2 separate regions of the Mus musculus genome follow, and region 1 is linked to region 2. A link is a contact called in public HiChIP or PLAC-seq data. All regions are on one chromosome and are shown on one strand. Each heading gives the region's core, a stretch centred on a gene start, on an enhancer-like site or on the middle of the called end of the contact. The rest is flanking DNA. Distances are from core to core; before and after follow the strand shown. Region 1 has its middle 23 kb from the start of Fam126a. Region 2 has its middle 73 kb from the start of Gm42228.

The links. HiChIP or PLAC-seq counts read pairs in DNA pulled down with a chosen protein or histone mark.
Region 1: an H3K27ac HiChIP or PLAC-seq map of heart atrium shows a contact between it and region 2, with 4 times the contacts expected there. The contact joins two enhancer-like sites. A contact is called at or near these places in 2 of 484 Hi-C or Micro-C datasets (Sertoli cells and bone marrow-derived macrophages), 2 of 115 datasets of contacts at active chromatin or transcription factors (the 230-238 cell line and heart atrium) and 3 of 9 other capture datasets (adipose tissue, liver and pancreatic islet).

The regions. Positions count from the first base shown.
Region 1 is chr5:24,050,787-24,056,919 of GRCm38.p6, forward strand. No RefSeq gene overlaps it. Among named protein-coding and RNA genes, the nearest start is that of Fam126a, 23 kb to the left of the region's middle. Within about 2 kb of position 2,670, at least 44 of the 459 cell types and tissues checked have an H3K27ac peak or open chromatin away from gene starts, as enhancers often do. A contact at or near this core is called in Sertoli cells and heart atrium, where this site is marked.
Region 2 is chr5:23,922,674-23,928,948 of GRCm38.p6, forward strand. It overlaps a transcript of Fam126a not described here. Among named protein-coding and RNA genes, the nearest start is that of Gm42228, 73 kb to the left of the region's middle. Within about 2 kb of position 1,283, at least 46 of the 459 cell types and tissues checked have an H3K27ac peak or open chromatin away from gene starts, as enhancers often do. A contact at or near this core is called in Sertoli cells and heart atrium, where this site is marked.

The DNA of each region.
Region 1 (6,133 bases), core at 1,420-3,919, 130 kb after region 2:
AGAATGAGTTCTAAGACATCCTTGGCTACCCAGAGAAATCTTGTCTCAAGAAATCGAGAGAGGGAGAGAGAGAGAGAGAGAGAGAGAGAGAGAGAGAGAGAGAGAGAGAGAGAGAGAGAGAGAGAGAGAGAGAGAGAAAGAGAGAGAGAGAGAGAGAGAGAAGGGAAAATATCAAAGACTATTGGGAGCCTGCTAGAGCCAGAGAGATCTGAGAACTTTACCTTCTAACTGGCACAGCCATGCCAGCAATTGCCAAAGCATTTTGCTTGTTTATTTTCTTTTGTTTAGGGAGCAACAACTGGACTCTCAGACTTTATTCCTGTATAGCATTTACATTTGAAAAAAAACCAATTGTAGATAATATAGATTTATGTCATTCTTGTCCGCACACGAGTTGGCAAGATTCAACTTAACATGATACTACTTAATTCCTGGATTGGCCCTAGGGTGCAGATAACTCACCCAGGTCTGAGTAATGCTGGTCCCTGCTCTCAGACACTCTGCTCTGTGCCACACTTTCCCACGGTCCACATCAAACCGACGTCACAGCTCTCACATCATGTGGCTCGGCTAACTAAGCCTTCTGTCATGAGGCAGAAGAATAACGGCAAGAATATAGAATTTGATTTCAGGCTATCATTTGAATCTTGAATTAATTAATCACTGTGCATGATTTTGGACATGTTAACTAGTTCCTCTGCAACTTTAATCTTTAATCTGTGAAATAATGTGTTCATGATGTCTGTAATGGTTAAAACATGTAAACGAAGTAGGATGAAACACATAAAGGTATTTCCCACAATGCCAATGAGATGCCAAAGCTTTTAAATTCAGACTCCATTTTAGAGAACCTGACCTAAGTGTGAACTCAGGTAAACTATCAGGCTGGTATCTAGCATTAGTTTCTAAGTTGCCCTCCAACAAAACCTGAGCTTAGCTCCAGTCTCTAGGCCCTCCAACAAGACCGGTGTCTCCAGGTTATTCCCCCAACAAACCTGCACCCCAGGTTACAAGCCCACCTTCTACCTAACGACCATCAATGCAGAAGGGAGCGGAAGTTAAGTTTATGACATGACGCCCAGCACCAGCCAATCATGTTAAAGGCCACAAGAGCTTCCAATTAGATGCTTGCTCAGGTACTTCCTGCTTGCTGCTTACTATAAAACCTTGCCTCATAGACATTCGGGGCTCCACCACCACCAAAACCGTCCTGCATGACAGCAGGCGGGGCACTGGGGTGGGTGGGGTGTGCGAGCTAGCTCGAATAGAATAAAGCCTCTGCTGTGAGTTGCATCAGATCCGCTCCTGTGTGTGTTTGGGGGATCACTAACATTTCCCTGGCTTGACACACAGTTGCTGCTTGTTCCCTCCCTGCCTGCCGCCCTGTGGAGAGTATTATCTGTGAGTGAAGGGGGAATATTTTGGAAATTTTATTTATCTCCCCAGTTAAGTATTTTCACTTGTAAGTGACCTTGTAAAGTACAACCAGAAATAGGAAAAAATAAAACAAATCTGCCTGTGGCCTTTTCCAGACCTAAAACGCAGACAAGGACAACTCTGGAAGCTCTTGTCCTTCTCCCCATGTCTGTCCCTTCTCAACCATTTCATCCCACCGTCTTCATCCAGGAGCTTTGAACCTCTCCCGACCCCTGCTATACCTTTGCCCATGTGGATCAGCTGATCCTCCAGAGCAGCGGGACAAACTGCTGTGGTTTCCCTGAACACTGCTGGCTCTGAGCAACCATAGTAAGGAGGGAGGTTTTTACCACTAAGCTCAGCAGAGTGAAACTGTGGCTTCATGGTTCACTCCGCGGCTTATGAAGAACTGTTTAGGACATTTTTTTCTGTCTCTTTATCATCTTTAACAGTGAGAAATGACAGCATTAGGAAGCATTCACTTTAAACTCTTGGACAGAAGTTCCTAGGTTTGCTTTGAGTTTTAATGTTATAGTTGGTAGTAGGTTATTTAATTTTGTCATCTTGAAGACTAACAGGTACTTTGGAGAAAGTTTATAATAAATAGCTTCTGAAGTTATTTGATGTTCTCTCTCTCTCTCTCTCTCTCTTTTTTTTAACTTTATTTGAGCACAGTGGATGTTTATGGTTTTGTGCTTTATGGGGCTGAGGCCAAAGGCCCTTACAGACAGTTTTTGAAGCAAATATTTGCCATCCACTTAGAGAACGACTCTATAAAATGTTCTTTATTGTAATTGAGATGCTCTACCAATCACAACACTGAATGTATATTATTGCATTTCTGATTCATTGAGAAAACACAAAATAATAAAAGTTTGGTTTATTCCTTCTCTACCACAATGTCAGGAATACCCATGGCAATTTATATTGTTCTTCACGAGCAAAGGAGATTATAAAATTAAGAAAAACATCCTAAATCCCATTTATTTGTGGTCATTATTAATCACTATACTTGAGCTGTTATACATAATTATAATGTATAATTATTCTAACTGCTGCATGAATATATTTTTGATTACTAGAGCGAATGCTGGCTTAATGCCAAGGACCTTGACATTCCATGGGCTGAAGGCCAAGGACACCAGCGGTTTGTTTTGTTCTGTTTTTCAAGACTTCCCCGGAGACTGCACTGAATAGATTCTACTGACCACAAATGAATGTTATATTTTTAACCTCCCTGGAAAGATATGAATATTTCTAGTAACAGGAGTCAAATTACAGACGAGCTCAAGGGCCCTGCTGCCCGTCCCATGATCCCTCGTTAGCTTCCCCTTAAACAAGCATTTGCATACGTGTGGGTATCAGAGCTCTTGGTAAAATTAACTTAGTAAACTAAAGATGTGGAGCAAAGCAGAAACATAGCTGCTAAGGGTCTCTGGAAAGACAAAAGGAAAGAAGGGCGTCACCCACCATGAGCTGGAAGGAAGGAGAAAGACCTGAGGCAGCATCACTCACTTCAAGCCTTGCAACACCATCAGACTAGAGTCTAGATATGTACTCTAAGTATTTCTGTTATAGGAAATATTAAACGAAATATGTACAACACTTAGATTTCTTATTCTGTAGCATTCTAATTATTCAGGTCTATATGCAAATTCTGTATTCATTTGATCCTTTAGCTTGTAAGCAGTCAGCAAAGGATACTGAACAAACCTGCTTAGTCATGGTGCTCAAATGCTGCAACCTTTGCATACATGTTCATGAAATGGCATTGAGATTGACTCCTGCCATAGTGCCCTGGTGGCATAGTCACTTGTTAGTTTATCTACAATTTGTTACTGAAGGGTTACTAGCTCCTGTGGCCCTGAGTGTAGTTATAGATGTTACCAGTGAAACATTTTCCTCCTTCTGTCTTCTCAAGGGAGAGAGCACAGCTAAGAGACACACACAGTCTAAGTGGAGTTTACTTAGCAATGCAAAGGGTATACACTCTGGAGAGAGAAAGCGCAGCAGGTACACCCAAAGGGGGCAGTCGGTAGCCCTCTGGTTCTTTGTGGTGGATTTTTAAGACGTTGTTGTGAATGTTCATGAGACGTGCAGAATATTTATGTAGGAAGGTGGTCCTTTTTCCTTCCCCACACTATGATGGACAGATCTCTCTCTACTAGGATATTTCTTCCCATGATTTTCTTAGAAAGGGAGGAGGTCAAGACCTCAATGTAAATATGGAAACTATATCATAATGAATTCCAGGTCTTTTGCTAGTGCATGTGTGTGCCAATTTCTGGGTTTCTAATACAATAGAAAGAATATAACTGGGCTGGAGAGATGGCTCGGTGGTTAAGAGAACCAACGGCTCTTCTGAAGGTCCTGAGTTCAAATCCTAGCAACCACATGGTGGCTCACAACCATCCGTAAAAAGATCTGCTGCCCTCTTCTGGGGTATCTGAAAACAGCTACAGTGTACCATATAATAAATAAATAAAGAAAATTTAAAAAAAAGAATATAACTGCAACATCAGAAATGCTTAACAGCCAAAGGGCTTTCAGAGGATGTAGAGACACAATTACCAACACACAAAATACAGCTACAGTTTTCTTAGTTCCCTCAAGCTTAATTTGCTGTGTAGATAGTCCAACATAAACCAAACAAGATTTTTAAGTAAGTTAAACATCAAACAAAAGTAAAACAGAAAGAAAATTGGTTCTACTCATCCTTATTCAAGCAACAAACTGAATAAAATAATGTATAAGAGATGGGTGGATAGCTCCATCCATACGTAAAGTGTCTTGCAGACACACGGACTTCAGTTCAAACCCTAGAATCCACAGTAAAAAACAAAACCAGGTGTAGTGGTACATGCTTGTAATCCAAGAGCTGGAGAAGCAGAGACAAATGGTTTCTGGTGTTTGATATTCAGTCAGCCTGGCCTTCTTAGAGTTTACATCCAATGAGACACTCAGTCTGAAAAACAAGGTCAATGGCCCCTGAGGAATGACACCTAAGGCTGTCATTTGGTCTCCACGCACACACATGAACATATGCTCACATGCACATACATATATACATAAATAACATATAAAGAAACACATAAACATAACACATAAAGAAAGTAAAATATGAATATGGATGAAATGTTAAGAAATGTATAGCCTATTTATTTTATTGCAATAATAGTATTATAGTTAGTCACTGTGTTAGAATGTTGAAATGAAGTGACAAGATAACCTGATAACTTAAGTGAGAAAGATGTGTTTTAATTTAGTAAGAGGTTTCAGAGGTTTCAGCCCATGTTGCTTCTAGATCTGTAGTGAGGTAGAATCTTAAAACAGAAGGAACATGAACTCCCCAGGACAGCCAGAAAGCAGAAAAGAGACAGACAGGAAGGGACCAGTAAAAGTACATATTTTAAAGACATACCGTTAAATAACATCCTATGTCCAACAAGGTTCTACCTAATTTCTATCACTTCCCATCAAATTGTGAATTTGCCGATAATGAAGTCAGACCCTCCATTAGCCAGTCATTTCCCAAAAGCCCACTTCCAAACTCTGCTGCAAGGGAAACAAGGTTTAAATGGCACTGGAGAAACACTTTAATACCCAGCTGTGATGGCTAGCTTTAGTTTTCAATTTGATATAATTCAGAAATCAGCTGGGAAGAGAGTCTCAGTGAGGGATTGTCTACACTGAGTTGGCCTGTGGGCATGTCTATGGGGGACTGTCTCAACAAAGTTAATTGATATGGAAACCTCAGCCCACTGTAGGGGGCACCTAGGCAAGGGGTTCTGAACTGCATATGCATGAGTGTTTTGCCTGTGTGTATGTATATACACCGAGTTCATGCCTAGTAACCTAGAAGGTCAGGGAGGGTGTTAGGATCTCTGATACTGAAGTTATGATTGGTTGTAAGCCACTATGTGGATGCTAGGAATTGAATCCAAGCCCTTCAGAGAAACAGCAAGTACTCTAAACAGATAAGCCATCACTTGTGGCCTTCTTTTGATCAGAGTATTTTATAACAATAAAGTAAATGAAACTAGGATGCCAACTATGACAAATATTTTTGTTTGTCTAGAACATTTACCTTTTGAAAGTACATATTTTTTTCAAATGAAGTAACATCATATCTATTTCTACTGCAAAATAGATGAGTAGAAGGAGGAGATGTTAAAGAAATAGTAAGCCAGTAAAAAGGGAATAAGATTGAATGAATTAGTCATTGAAGATAAATGAGGGATATATAGGCTTCATTACATCACATTGCTTTCCCTTTTGTTTATATTTAAATTTTCCAGTAATTTCTATTTATTTTTCTAGGTATGTCTTTAGCCAGAGTGATGAATGAAAATTTCAAAGGCTTTGGAGTCAAGTAAAACAATTACAAAACTTGTTCTTTTCACAAACTAGTTAATAAAAGTCCTGCCTGAGGAAAGATTAGTAAAGTAGTGATTGTTGGGGGTCCAAGAATCACCCCACAAACCACATGAACACCCATCTCAGTCAGACAGGGATGGTTTATTGAATGCTCACCCTAAGACTCATTGATCAGGACCATAGCTCACACAGAGGCTGAGCCACAACATTGAACATCTTTTTCTGTCAGCTTATAAAGGAAAAAAAAAAACATAAAAATCACAGTGAGCTCAAATGCAGGGGCAGGAAGTGCTGCCTGGTGGTCGGCTCTGACTCAAGCCATTTTAGACAAAACAGTCCA
Region 2 (6,275 bases), core at 33-2,532:
TTGCTCAGCCCACTTTCTTATAGAACCTAGGACCACCAGCCCAGGGATGGCCCCACCCACAATGGCCTGGGCCCCGCCCTCCTCTATCAATGATTAATTAAGAAAATGCCCTACAGGCTTGCCTGTAGCGCAATGGAGGCATTTTATCAGTTGAGGTGTCTTCCTCTCAGATGACTAGCTTGTTGCCATCAAACTAGCCAGCCGAAGCCACAGCTGAGACTCCCTGTGTGCAGACAGAATGTAAATAAGAAATAAGAACAGGACTGAGTTGGATGTTATATCAAGGAGCTGCTAGCTCATGTCAGCTGTGTGTAGGAGATAAAAGTTGGATGAGCAGCCAGCTCACGCCAGCTCTGCAGCTCATGTCAGCTCTGTGTGTAGCAGATAAGAATGAAGTGCTATGTAATGATGTAATGCTAGCTTGTAGCTAATGAAAGCAGAGGCTGGCAGCCGACAGGCAGAGACCTTGATGCTCGACAGTGAAGAGTGTTGTGCTGTCTTGCCCTCTAACCAGAAAACAACTTGTGGGACAGTGGACCTTGCTAGGAAACTCGGTAGAGTGGGTCTGAGTCTCCGGAAACTCGGGGTACACACCTGAGTCCGTAGGCAGCTCCCTGCCAGATTCCTGGCCTGGAACGTGCCACACTTCCCACATAAGGAAACAGATCTGTGGTCACATTGCCCCAGAACAGAGCTCTACTTGCTAATGAGGTACCTAGAGGCCCTGAGGGTTTAGTCAATAAGCTTCCCTTCCTGGATATTCCTCCTTGCAGAAGGTATTTAATCTCTGGTCCCCCCTGAGAAGGTGGTACGCATCCATTTTCCACAATGAACAACCAATAACTAGTTTGGAACCGAGGACTGTCTCTTTCATCCACCATGGGGAGCGTGGAGAAAGCCTTTGCCTGTAGAGCCTCGGCTTCTCTGCATTTCCAGGCAACTGCTTCTACCTTTGCCAATGAGCTAAGCCAAAGTTCCCATCCCTTCCCCCTCGTCGTGGGTTCCCGCTCCTCTGTGTGGCACTCTAGCAGCGATTAGATGTCTTGGGGTTGGGAAATACCAGCTTTGGCTTCCCACATCTCAGACTGTATTCTCCCACTCCCGGAGTCGGAGTGGTGTCTAGGCTCTTCTCTAAAGCCCAGCACTGGGCTTGGGATAAAAGCAGTCAAGCTCCCTGCATTTCACCTCCCCGGTGGCCATGCCAGTGGTGGAGTAGAACACTGACTAACACAACTGACTGCTACCCTGGCTGCACAGAGATAAGAGGATCCAGAGTAAGGAGTCCCTGCCTGAGACACACAGACAACAGACAGATTGCAAGCCTTGCCTGTGAGGCCCCTCTGCCACCTGCTTCTGAGTCAGCTACCCCACGTGTATGTTGTGAACTGATGCTTATTGTAGTGAATAAACCTTGAGATCTAGACTCTGTCTGTCCTTCCCAGCCTTAAGCTGGACATGACTCATGATAGTTGGCATAGTTGACAGGATTCTACCTTCAAGATGGAACCCTGAGAAGAAAAATGAACCCTCTAAGGACCATAATAGTCCTAATTATTCTAAATTTCAGCAAATTGGCAACAAGCCTTTGGTCATACAAAATTAATTGCAGTCCAGGAGCAGAACTAGGCAGAGCTCTAAGGGAGATAGTGAAAGAAGGGACCATCACTCCAAAGCCAGCTGCTGCCTACGACATAGGAAGAGCCAGAAGTGAGGGACTCATCACTACTGTTACCAACACCTGATGCCAACTGCTGCCTATGCCGTAGGAAGAGCAGAAGGTGCAGGGAAACCCACCCAGGAAAGATTGGTTGGCCACAAGCCTGGTGAGAAGGGCAGATAAATTATTGGAAAAAGTAATAAGAAACTCACCCCAAACTAACTTTGGGTGTTATATAAAAAATTTAAGTTCTATACTCCCTAATGTATGTAACACTAGAATGAAGAAACTACTTACTGGCTTCAAAGCCATGAAAGTGAGTCCAGATGCCACGGATCGCACAGAGAGGAAATGGTTTGGAACAAAGAATAAGGCCAAAAGGAAAGCTGGGTTTAAAGAAGTGAAGATTGAGGTCCTTCTAACAAGTCCACCAATAGTAGAGCCACTCTAGAGCATGCGGCTAGTAAAGAAGTGCAAGCAATACTGATGAAAACCGTAGAGGAACTAAGAAATGGGGGTGGCAAACAATCCTTTCAAAGATGCTGTCCTAACCCAGGGCCTGGGCAAGACAGCCATATCCCTCCCAGTGACATCTTCCAAGATTCACAATATTTGGTAACAATGATGAGGAGCATTTTGAGCAACAAATAGAAATGAGACCATACACTCCTCAAGAACTAAGTCAGTCGAGAAAAGAATACGTCCAGATGGAATGGAGGATGCATCCTTTATGATAAAGCTCAGGGGAAAAGGATAGACACGGTCACGCTGTCAGAGTCAGAGGTGAGGAAAATTAAGAATATAGTAGAAACCCAGCAGTGTATGAAGCTTTAGAGCGAGTCCTAGGCACTGCTCCAGGCGATGTACACCTTCTCCTGGACTGGATAACCACAGCCTGGAGATGCGCATTTCCATCTTTAGACCTTACACAACGTGAGGAAGCAGCAAAATGGAACACTTTCCAAGAGGCCATTCAGCTCATGAGGCAACTAGGAGTACTGTGGTTTATACATAATGAAGTAGACACATCACAGGATGCTCTGATTATACCACAATTCAAAAGAATTTTAATTAAGGGGGTACCGCCACACAAAATTAATTTGGCAGGACCACTTCTAAATTGCAGAAATGTTTCTGAGGTAATTGACTTATTTAAAGGTTAGAGGGAGTTAGACCAAGAAAAAGTAGTATCATTAAATGTAAATAGAAATCCATTTAAATCAAAGAGAACACTCAGATTTTTCAGACCATTTACAAACATTAGACCTTTGGCAGAAAACCTGGAATGCTATTTGTAAACAGAACCCCACAGAGGGGTACACAAAATAAGATTTTTTTGAAGGAACAAACCTAAGCCTTTTTTAGGGACAGAAGGCCATCACAAAGGAAATATCAGCACCTCACTATGACAAGGCAAACACATATCAGCACCTCACTATGACCTAATGCAGGGCCTAGGCAAGACAGCCATTATCCCTCCCAGTGACATCTTCCAAGATTCACAATATTTGGTAACAATAATGAGGATCATTGTTACCAAATATTGGTACCTCACTATAACAAGGCAAACACATATCAGTTCCTCAGTATAACAAGGCAAACACATATTAGTGCTTCATTATAATAAGGCAAACACATATCAGCACCTCATTATAATAAGGTAAACACATATCAGCACCTCATTATAATAAGGTAAACACATATCAGTGCTTCACTGTGACAAGGCAAACACGTATACCTTTCATCAGGAATCAAGTCAGGCACCAGTAACACCATATATTATGTTTCCCATAAGAATAAGAAGATAAATGTTAGATGGCTAATTGACAAAGGCAGTGATATTAACATATATACAGGACTGCCAGACACTATAGAAGGAGTTACAGGAGAATCCATAATACCTGTCTGTAAGTTAGAATTAATGGTATATGACAAAATAATTCCCATGGATTTTGCATGTTGCAGTGCACCAGAAAATATTTTAGGCTTCTTAAAGATTTTAATTTTTTTGTGATTTTCTAAATTTTAAAAAGTAAAAGGTAATCTAGTAGGAGTAACAATAGAACCTATAAGACTACCAACAGTTGAACCCTCATTTATGTCACAATGCCCAATTAAAGGAGGAATGAGCAGATATCTGAAACCATTAAACCCTACTAAAGGAAGGAATAATTGAACCAACGCAAAGCTTCAATTTGAAGAGTCCGATTTGGTCAGTTTACCAAATAGTAAATGGTGAATGATGGTAGATTATAGGAGAATTAATGAATTGTTCTCTAAAATGCCAGGACATTTACCAGCTATAGAAGATATTTTCTTGAGGATTAAGAGAGCAGCACCAAGATGGCTGTCAACTACAGATTTATCAGACATGTACTTTAGCATACCACGGCACCCACAAAGCAGAGAATACACCACATTCACTTGGCAAGCAAGACAGTACCAATTTCTAAGACTACCCAATAATTGTCCACAGTGTTCTAAGATGGTGTATTGGCTAGTTTTGTGTCAACTTGACACAGCTGGAGTTATCACAGAGAAAGGAACTTCAGTTGAGGAAATGCCTCCATGAGATCCAACTGTAAGGCATTTTCTCAATTAGTGATCAAGGGGGAAAGGCCCCTTGTGGGTGGGACCATCTCTGGGCTGGTTGTCTTGGGTTCTATAAGAGAGCAGGCTGAGCAAGCCAGGGGAAGCAAACCAGTAAAGAACATCCCTCCATGGCCTCTGCATCAGTTCCTGCTTCCTGACCTGTTTGAGTTCCAGTCCTTACTTCCTTGGTGATAAACAGCAGTATGGAATTGTAAGCTGAATAAACCCTTTCCTCCCCAACTTGTTTCTTGGTCATGATGTTTGTGCAGGAATAGAAACCCTGACTAAGACAGATGGTCACTGGATAAAGTCATACCAGTCCTAACTATATTTGTATGTTGATGACTTTTTGATAATAAAATGAAAAGGAAATATATACAAAAAATCCCAAGCAAACCAGTAGACCAAACCATACAAGCATTGAGAGATAATGTTGGACCATCCATAATAATAAGCTATCAGGACCAGATACAAAGGTTAAGTTCTTGGGTGGTCCACTCCAGGGTCAAAAAATACCTACTGCAGTCATAAGTGAATTACAACAGCTTAAAACCAGCCAATGAAGCTGATATACAACATCTTATAGGATTATTTGGATATCAGAGATAACATATACCACATTTACAAGTCATTTTGCAACCCTTGTATAGTATTACAAGGAAAGCAAATGATTTTATTTGGAATAAACCCCAAGAACAAGCTGTGAAAACAGTGCCAGAGTATATAAAGGAATAGTCTAAGCAACAATACATCCAACCAGAGGATATAGTATATTTGCACATACTGTACCTAAAACAGTATGGGAACTGGAATATCTTTGTGAAAAGTAATGGTAGATAATGGACAGTAGGCTTCCCTGCTTGGAAAACAAATTCTCTCTAGTTGAGAAAACAATTTGAATAACATAGGAGGCCTTAAAAACTGTGCACCACATGCTGCAGAACAGCCAAGTAATACTCAGAACCACCATTCCGACCCTAGTTTGGATCTAGGCACCAGAGGAAGCATGGGCTGGTCTACCCACGGAAGGGAAAGTACTACAATGGAAATGGTACTTGGCTGAGCTCCCTCGCTCTGGTACCCTGTCTGCAAAGGGGTCGGTGCCAAAGGCGTTGGAGTTGGTACTTGTGACCGACTGCCCAATGACCCCACAGGGATTTTCAATCATCCCAAATGCCACCCCTCCCCAGAAACAGGTACCACTAGGAGAGGGGACAGGAGAGTTCCAGCCATCCCTGGTTAATGCCTGGTTTATGGATGACTCCACAACCAGTAAACAGAACATGGTTTTGTGGAAGGCAGCAGCCTACGGACCTGGGGATGGAATGGTGATCATGGAGCAAGGAATAGCTAAATCTGCACAATACACAGAAGTAGTAGCAGCCATGTTAGCAGCAAGTCAAAGCCTCAAAGAGAAGCAAAAGGTACTACATTTGTTCACTGACTCATGGTGTGTAGCCAATGGCACAGCCATGTGGTCAGGAAAACAGAAAGCGAACTACTAGAAAATTAATGGCAAAGAATATATGGTCCAAGGAATTTTGGGTGTAATTATATGATATAGCCAAAGAAGTTAAGGTATATGTATATTATGTGGATGTCCATACTAATTAATAAAGAAGGAGACCAATATGGACATAACGATACAATGGATAAATTACCCAGCCTAGTAATTAGATTAAAACAAAACTGGAGGGCAGAACAGATAGGCTCCAACAAGTTAAGACTTTAAAGCAAAACGGAAGTCAATTAGAGACTTAGAGATTACCACTGAAGAAATATTAAAAGTACATGAGACCTTGGGCATGCAGAAACACATGCCACATTTCATTGGTTTTCAGGTAGAAACGGAAAAGGATTAAGAATTCAACAAACCAGTGCAAATGTTGCCCAAGAGATGGAACTAGGTTCATACACAAGTATAAGGGAAACAGGGCATAGGCTGAATATCAATCATATCTTATAAATAGACATTATAGGACCATCAAAACGATAGAAAGGGGCATATGCATGCATCTTGGTAGAC